2 separate regions of the Mus musculus genome follow, and region 2 is linked to region 1. A link is a contact called in public HiChIP or PLAC-seq data. All regions are on one chromosome and are shown on one strand. The core of a region is the stretch at or near the end of the contact, and the rest is flanking DNA. Distances in the headings are between cores, read along the strand shown. Region 1 has its middle 92 kb from the start of Gm41393. Region 2 has its middle 39 kb from the start of Gm41394.

Region 1 (3,059 bases), core at 143-2,642:
CATTAGCTGTTTCTAACCCCGAAATCCCCAGTTAAACCCGCCCCCCCATTATCTCAAGCCTGCTCCACTCCCATCAGACTTAAACCAACACAATTCAACTTGAAGTTTTAATTCCACAAGTTCAGAACTATAACTGATAAGCCATTTGTTGAATCTTCAAAAAGAAAATGATATTGAAGACTGGAACATAGAAAGTGATATTCAAATCATTAAAAAGAAATAAGCTTTTGAATAGTATTAAAATTTAGCAGATAGATAAATCAGTCATTAGGACACGGGCTGTCTTCTTTTACTTCCTATTGCTGGGATGAAGACCATGACCAAAAGCAACCTGGGGAGGAAAGGGTTATTTGACTTATCTATCTCAAGTCACAGTCCATAGAGGAAAGCCAGTGAGGGAACTCAAGGCAGGAACCCAAGGCAGGAACTGAATCAGAGACCACGGAGGAATGCTACTGACTGCCTGGCTCACATCCCGTTAACCTTTCTTATACCCTCCAGGATCTCCTGCTCAGGGCTGATTCCATCCACAATGGTCTGAGCTGCCACAGCAATCATCAACCAAGAAAATGCCCCACAGACTTGCCTATGCCAATTTGATTTAACGACATTTTTCTCAATTGAGATTCCCTTTTCCTAGACAATCCTAGCTGTGTCAAGTACTCAGAAGGCTAAGGCACACATGGATGCACAATAAGCTGATCTGAGCCAGTTCCACCCATCCTGACAATATTTCCACTCAGTTCAAGACCATAACCCATGGAAGGGTGCCACCCATAGCCGAGGTCTTCCCACTCAGTTAATCCCATCTAGATAGTCCTTCATATTCCTGGACAGAGGCTTGTTTCCTGGGTTTCTTAGATGCTACGCTGATGACCCATCTTGTCTATCACGATGCCCTTCCAAATAGACATCCATCCTGCCCCTGAAACCTACAAATGGTGCCTTCCATGGGCTTTACAGATGCAATTAAATTAATTGGGATGGAGAGATTAGCCCGGATTTTCCCAGATAACCCCAATGTCATCATCACAAGGTCTTTAAAGTGGGACATGGAAGGGCCAGAATTAGAGCAGACGATGTGATAATGGCGGCAGAATTGGAGTGACTCGAGCCAAGGTTGCAGGAGGGACTACATTCTTCCTGCCGAGCTTCACAGGAGCCATTCCCACAGACATCGTGACTTCTGCTCAGCAAAACCGATCGAGGACTTGTAACTTCCCCAATGGTAAGACAGTGTTTGTGATATTTAACACTATCGTGTGTGTGTGTGTGTGTGAGTGTGTGTGTGTGTGTGGCACACCAGGAGCCAGAGGTAAAGCTCTGTCTCCTGACAGCATCTCTAGCTTTGCACAAGAGACTCAGAAGTGGGCAGGCGCTCCCTGGTGGGATAGGTCATTTCATGGCTGTTGTTCCTAGAAGAAATGCAATGCCCCCTGCTGGCTCTACCCTGAGATGCCCTGTCACAACTAAAATATTAAAGTACAAGCAAGGTATGGTGGGGTTACCCGTCACACCCCCAAAAGGACTTCAGAGCAGCACACTTCCACCTTCTCTGACTCCATCTCCCCCTACCCCACCCCCACTTGTGTCAGGAGGCCACAGCACTCCTGGGAACTGTTGAACTTTTTCTTCCCCAGGCTTCTGGAGAACTCCAAGTTCAAAGGCAATGTGGATGTAGGCCCATGCTCCAGAACACTGTAGCAGATTTCTTTAAACTCAATAGAAAACGCCTTTTAAAAGGCAGTACTTAGGCCCAGTGTGGAGAGGCATACCTGTGGCCACAGCCTCAGAGTCCGGAAGGAGAAAGATCAAGAGGCCCAGGCCAGCCTGGGGTTCACAAGGTTCATGTCACAGACAACAACAACACAAACAAAGACAGAACAACAAAACAAGCAAAACCAAAATCAAAGAACAAAAATGAAAATGTGAGAAATCCCTTTGTGGGTTGTATTTGCTTTCTTACATATCCAGTTTTATAGGTACTGGTCAACGGGAGAAAAACTTTCAGTACAAAGATTCTTGCAAATGTCTGACGGAAGAGATGGGCCTCATAACAAAAGAAAACATGCAGATGTTAAAAGACAAACTTGGGTGCTTGAAAATTCTAATGAGCTTACATAAGCGCCAGGTGACTCATAGGTCGGGCAGCACACGACTCCAGGTAGATCTGTGCTCCAGCTCGGGTAAGAGAGAAGAGTTTTATTAGATATTCTTAGAAGCAAGGAAAAGAAAGTATGCTTGCCAAAGTGGAAAGTCCCCAGGGCAGCTGTTTCCCAACCTGTGGGTCATGACCCCTTGGCAAACCTCTATCTCCAAAATATTTACATTATGATTCATAACTATAGTTATGAAGTAGCAGCTAAAATAACATATGGTTGGAATTACCACCTCATGAGGAGAAGTATTAAAGGGCCACAGTGTTAGGAAGGCTGAGAACCCCTGGTCTGCAATGACGTGGGCTTTGTTCTGCCTCTAGTGCAGTCTAAGGGTCTGAGCCTCCTCAGCCCATGGTCACCCGATCAATTTATTAGTAACACCAGGGAGAGAGGAAGGGAGAGAGGGAGAGAGGGAGAGAGGGAGAGAGGGAGAGAGGGAGAGAGGGAGAGAGGGAGAGAGGGAGAGAGAGAGAGAGAGAGAGAGAGAGAGAGAGAGAGAGAGAGAGAGAGAGAATGAAGAATGAAAGAAGGGGGAGAGGAAAGAGAGAGCGAGGAGGGATGGGGGATGGAGCAAGGGAAGGAAACCTTTAGACAGAAGCAATCTTAACTGTTAACTTCTCCATTCCTTAGTCTGAAGATTCTACACATGGGCTGTGGCAAGGGAGAGCATCTAAGGTCTTTAGAACCTGGTCCTTGAGGGAGAGAGGGATGCAGGGCTGTACCCTTACAAGGCTGGGAATCTCTTGGCAGGCAACTACAGATCTACTCAGCCAAGCAGCGAGCCAATAACTGGCCTCCTCCTGCCCCATCCTGCCACACTGTCACGCTGGGGCTCCCTGCAGACTCCTGACAACATTGCCTTCAAGGGGCTGAGGCCAGAGAAGGGTTAATTGGGGTGGG
Region 2 (3,315 bases), core at 603-3,102, 83 kb after region 1:
GCTGCCTCTGCTTAGAGGGTCAGCTGTGACTGTAGTAGGGAGCTGTTCTGCATCAACCTGGCCCAGCCCCCATCGGCCCTGCCATCAGCCCCTCCGTTCGTCTCTGCAGCAGCACTCCGCAACTAGCTTCCTTTACATCCCCAGTGATACATTTATTCCTTGCCGATTCAAGTGACTTCTTTCACATTATCTGGGCAGAAAGTTAGAGCTTGTCTCTTATGTTCTTTGTAAGCGCTCTCATGGTGTCACTGTGGTCTACTGTGTCAGCAGCAATTGCAAGGGTGACAACAGTGGTAATGGTGATGGTGATGGTGGTGGTGGTGATGGTGATGGTGATGAGAGTGGTGGTGGTGGTGGTGGTGGTGGTGGTGGTGGTGGTGGTAGTGGCGTGATGGTGATGGTGATAATGATACCCCAACTTTATACGTGAGGAAACTCTTGCTAAAAGGGTTAGGTCACTGATTCAGTGTCACATAAAGAAGTCGTCGAGACATAATTTAAAGAGGCACAACACTAAAATTAACTGCTAAACTGTAGCTGTCCAGCAGCCACAGAGAACTGGGTACACCTGAAAAGGAGGGAGGCGAGGTGGAAGACCTCATCCTAGGTTGGAAAGACTCCACCCTAGCTGGGTGAGCAGAAAGACCAACTGTGGCAAACCATTAAGATCTGATTAGCCTGCTCAGGGCTGGGGGAAGGGCACACTAAACTGCTGTTTCTCCCATACCAGAAGAATAAACCTCTTTCCGGGAGGGGGTGTGTGGGATGTTTTAAAAAGAAACAAAGAAACTTACTATAGGGATCTACGTGCAAGACTTCTAGGAGAACTAAAAAGTAAGTCCATTATTTGAGTCTCCTGTCCCAGTGCTAAGTGCCGAGCTCAGGAAGCAGCTGAGCAGAGGTCACAGAACCCTGGAAGTCATCGTTGACGTCAGGGCTGCTCCAGCCCCAACTCAGAGACTACAGCAGACACAAAGTCTAGGAGACACTGGAAAGTTCACATCCTCTGAAGCCAAGTGTGACTGTCACCCACCCCTGATGCCAGGGTGGACAGCTCCACTCTCTCTGTCTCCCAAACATCTCAACCAAATCTAAACCACGCTGTTATAGTCAGCTTCGGTTGTCAACATGGCTCAGTTGGAAGGAGGGAACCTCTCTCTGCTGAGGAATTGCCTCCACCAGATTGGCCAGTGGTCATGTCTGTGAGACATTTTCTTAATTGTTACTTAATGTCCACTGTGGACAGGGTCATCCCTGGACAGGTGATCTGGGCTGTATAAGAAGGTTAGCTGAGGCTGGGCAATGGTGGCGCATGCCTTTAATTCCAGCACTTGGGAGGCAGAGGCAGGTGGATTTCTGAGTTCAAAGTCAGCCTGGTCTACAGAGTGAATTCCAGGATAGCCAGGGCTACTCAGAGAAACCCTATCTCAAAAATCGAAGGAGGAGGAGGGGGAGGAGGAGGAGGAGGAGAAAGTTAGTTGAGCAAGCCATGGGAGCCAGCCAGTAAGCAGCGTTCCCCCAGTCTCTGATTCAGTTCCTGCCTCCAGGTTTCTGTTTGAGCTCCTGCTCCGGCTTCCTTGAACTCTGTACTCTAACCTGTAAGACGTGATCAATCCTTTCTTCCCCCAAGTTACTTTTGGTCAGTGCTCTAATCACGGCAACAGAAAAACAAACAAACAAACAAAACAAACTAACAAACAAAACCCAAAGAAGAGCAACAGAGTCTGGGAAATGTAAGTCCCAGGCTTGCAGCCCCCGTGGTACAGGAGCAAGCATTAAAAGGTAGGAACAGCGGCCCAATCGGGTGTGCTTCCAGAGAAGGTGTGGCTGCTGACCTCCGGGTCCGCGCTAACAGTCTCCACCTGCTGGTAGACACGTGCTGGTGCAGGCCAGGTCCTTATCCTACCAAGCCGGGTCCCTGTGATGCTGAGTCACCGCGGCCAGCAAGTTCTGAATGACTGTGTTCCCTCTTGGGAGTGCTCTCCCAGCTTGGGAGGAAATCTCCCTGGCTCTGAGGAAATCCGTTGCCATACTGAGGAGAGAATCCATTAGTTGCTAAGGAAAGAGAATGTGGCCTCGTGGACCGCTGGACCCTGGTGGTTTGATCCTGTGGCTGGGGCCATGAGCCTCAGGCATGTGACTAAGTCTCTGGTTCTCGCTAGATTCCTGTGTGTAAAATCCTCTGACTTGACTCTCAGCTCCTTGCAGCCAGCCTGGCCAGCACCTGCGGCTACATACTTAGAATCTCTCAGCCCTGACCACAGAAAATCCACGCGAGAAGCACCTGTGTTGCTTTGTGGCCGGCAACATCTAATCTACGTCAGGGCAGGGAGAGATTTACCCATGACAAGGAAGGGCAAAGAGCCTGCAGTCAGCTACTATGGCCAGAAGAGCATTCCAGCCACTGGCTTTACCGCATCGTTCACCTTATTTCTCTAGCAGGAGCTCCAGTTGATATGAACATTGTATTGATCAAAATCCTAACAACCATGCCTTGGTCCCCTGCAAGTTCAGCTATGTATTTGACCTGCTGACTCTTAGTTTTTAAAGGATTTCAACACACACACACACACACACACACACACACACACACACACACACTTTTTTTCCCCCTGTTTAAGACACCTGAAGAAAATTGTTTTTCTTGCCTTACTTTAACACAGATGACCGGATCTCATGCCACCATCTGCTCTCTGTCTCAAGGCTGTGCTCACCTGTCCAGCAGTGGGTGACTCCACTGTATGTGCCAGCAGTACTCACGGGATGAGCACTGGGGAGCACCACCTACAGACGAAGGATGAGGATGAAGAGGAGGTGATGAGATCAAAGACAGGGAAAGAACAGATGGTGGCGACAGAGAAGAGCAGGACAGAAGACAAAACCCTCAGTGACAGCCACCTGGCCCAAGAGCCGTGGACTCATGGGTGGAACATTTGACTTTGGCAGGTCATGGTTCTCAGAGGTCAGAGGTCAGCCCTGCTGGTGTTGAAAGGGTTGGGTTATTACAAATTCTGTTTCTCCCTTTCCATGCAAGGACAATCATGTCCTACCTGTCCATCTAGCAATGTCCTTGTCCTGATAGATCTCAGGGTAGCAACAGAATAACAGGGGTGCAGAGCTCCCCAGAGAGGCCCCTGGGTCCACGCCAAGACCTGCCCCTCCATCAGACTCAGCTCTGGGGAACGGAGCATGCTGTAAAGGCCATTTAGGCAGAGGTGAATGCAGAGGACCCAGCCGGGTCAGAAACATGATCTGGCTTCTGATTTGACGCCTGCCCGAGTTAGCTTCTGCAGTAGGAAACTGCCTAGATAGAGG

The links. HiChIP or PLAC-seq counts read pairs in DNA pulled down with a chosen protein or histone mark.
Region 2: a CTCF HiChIP or PLAC-seq map of the NIH/3T3 cell line shows a contact between it and region 1, with 15 read pairs. The contact joins two enhancer-like sites. A contact is called at or near these places in 3 of 15 datasets of contacts at CTCF or cohesin (the NIH/3T3 cell line, large pre-B cells and pro-B cells), 7 of 484 Hi-C or Micro-C datasets (CD4 T cells, ECoMG-derived neutrophils, nephron progenitors and 2 more) and 5 of 115 datasets of contacts at active chromatin or transcription factors (CD8 T cells, Th17 cells and embryonic stem cells).

What each region holds. Positions count from the first base shown.
Region 1 is chr15:97,497,154-97,500,212 of GRCm38.p6, forward strand. No RefSeq gene overlaps it. Among named protein-coding and RNA genes, the nearest start is that of Gm41393, 92 kb to the left of the region's middle. Within about 2 kb of position 1,393, at least 39 of the 459 cell types and tissues checked have an H3K27ac peak or open chromatin away from gene starts, as enhancers often do. A contact at or near this core is called in CD8 T cells and the NIH/3T3 cell line, where this site is marked.
Region 2 is chr15:97,579,954-97,583,268 of GRCm38.p6, forward strand. No RefSeq gene overlaps it. Among named protein-coding and RNA genes, the nearest start is that of Gm41394, 39 kb to the right of the region's middle. Within about 2 kb of position 1,853, at least 120 of the 459 cell types and tissues checked have an H3K27ac peak or open chromatin away from gene starts, as enhancers often do. A contact at or near this core is called in CD8 T cells and the NIH/3T3 cell line, where this site is marked.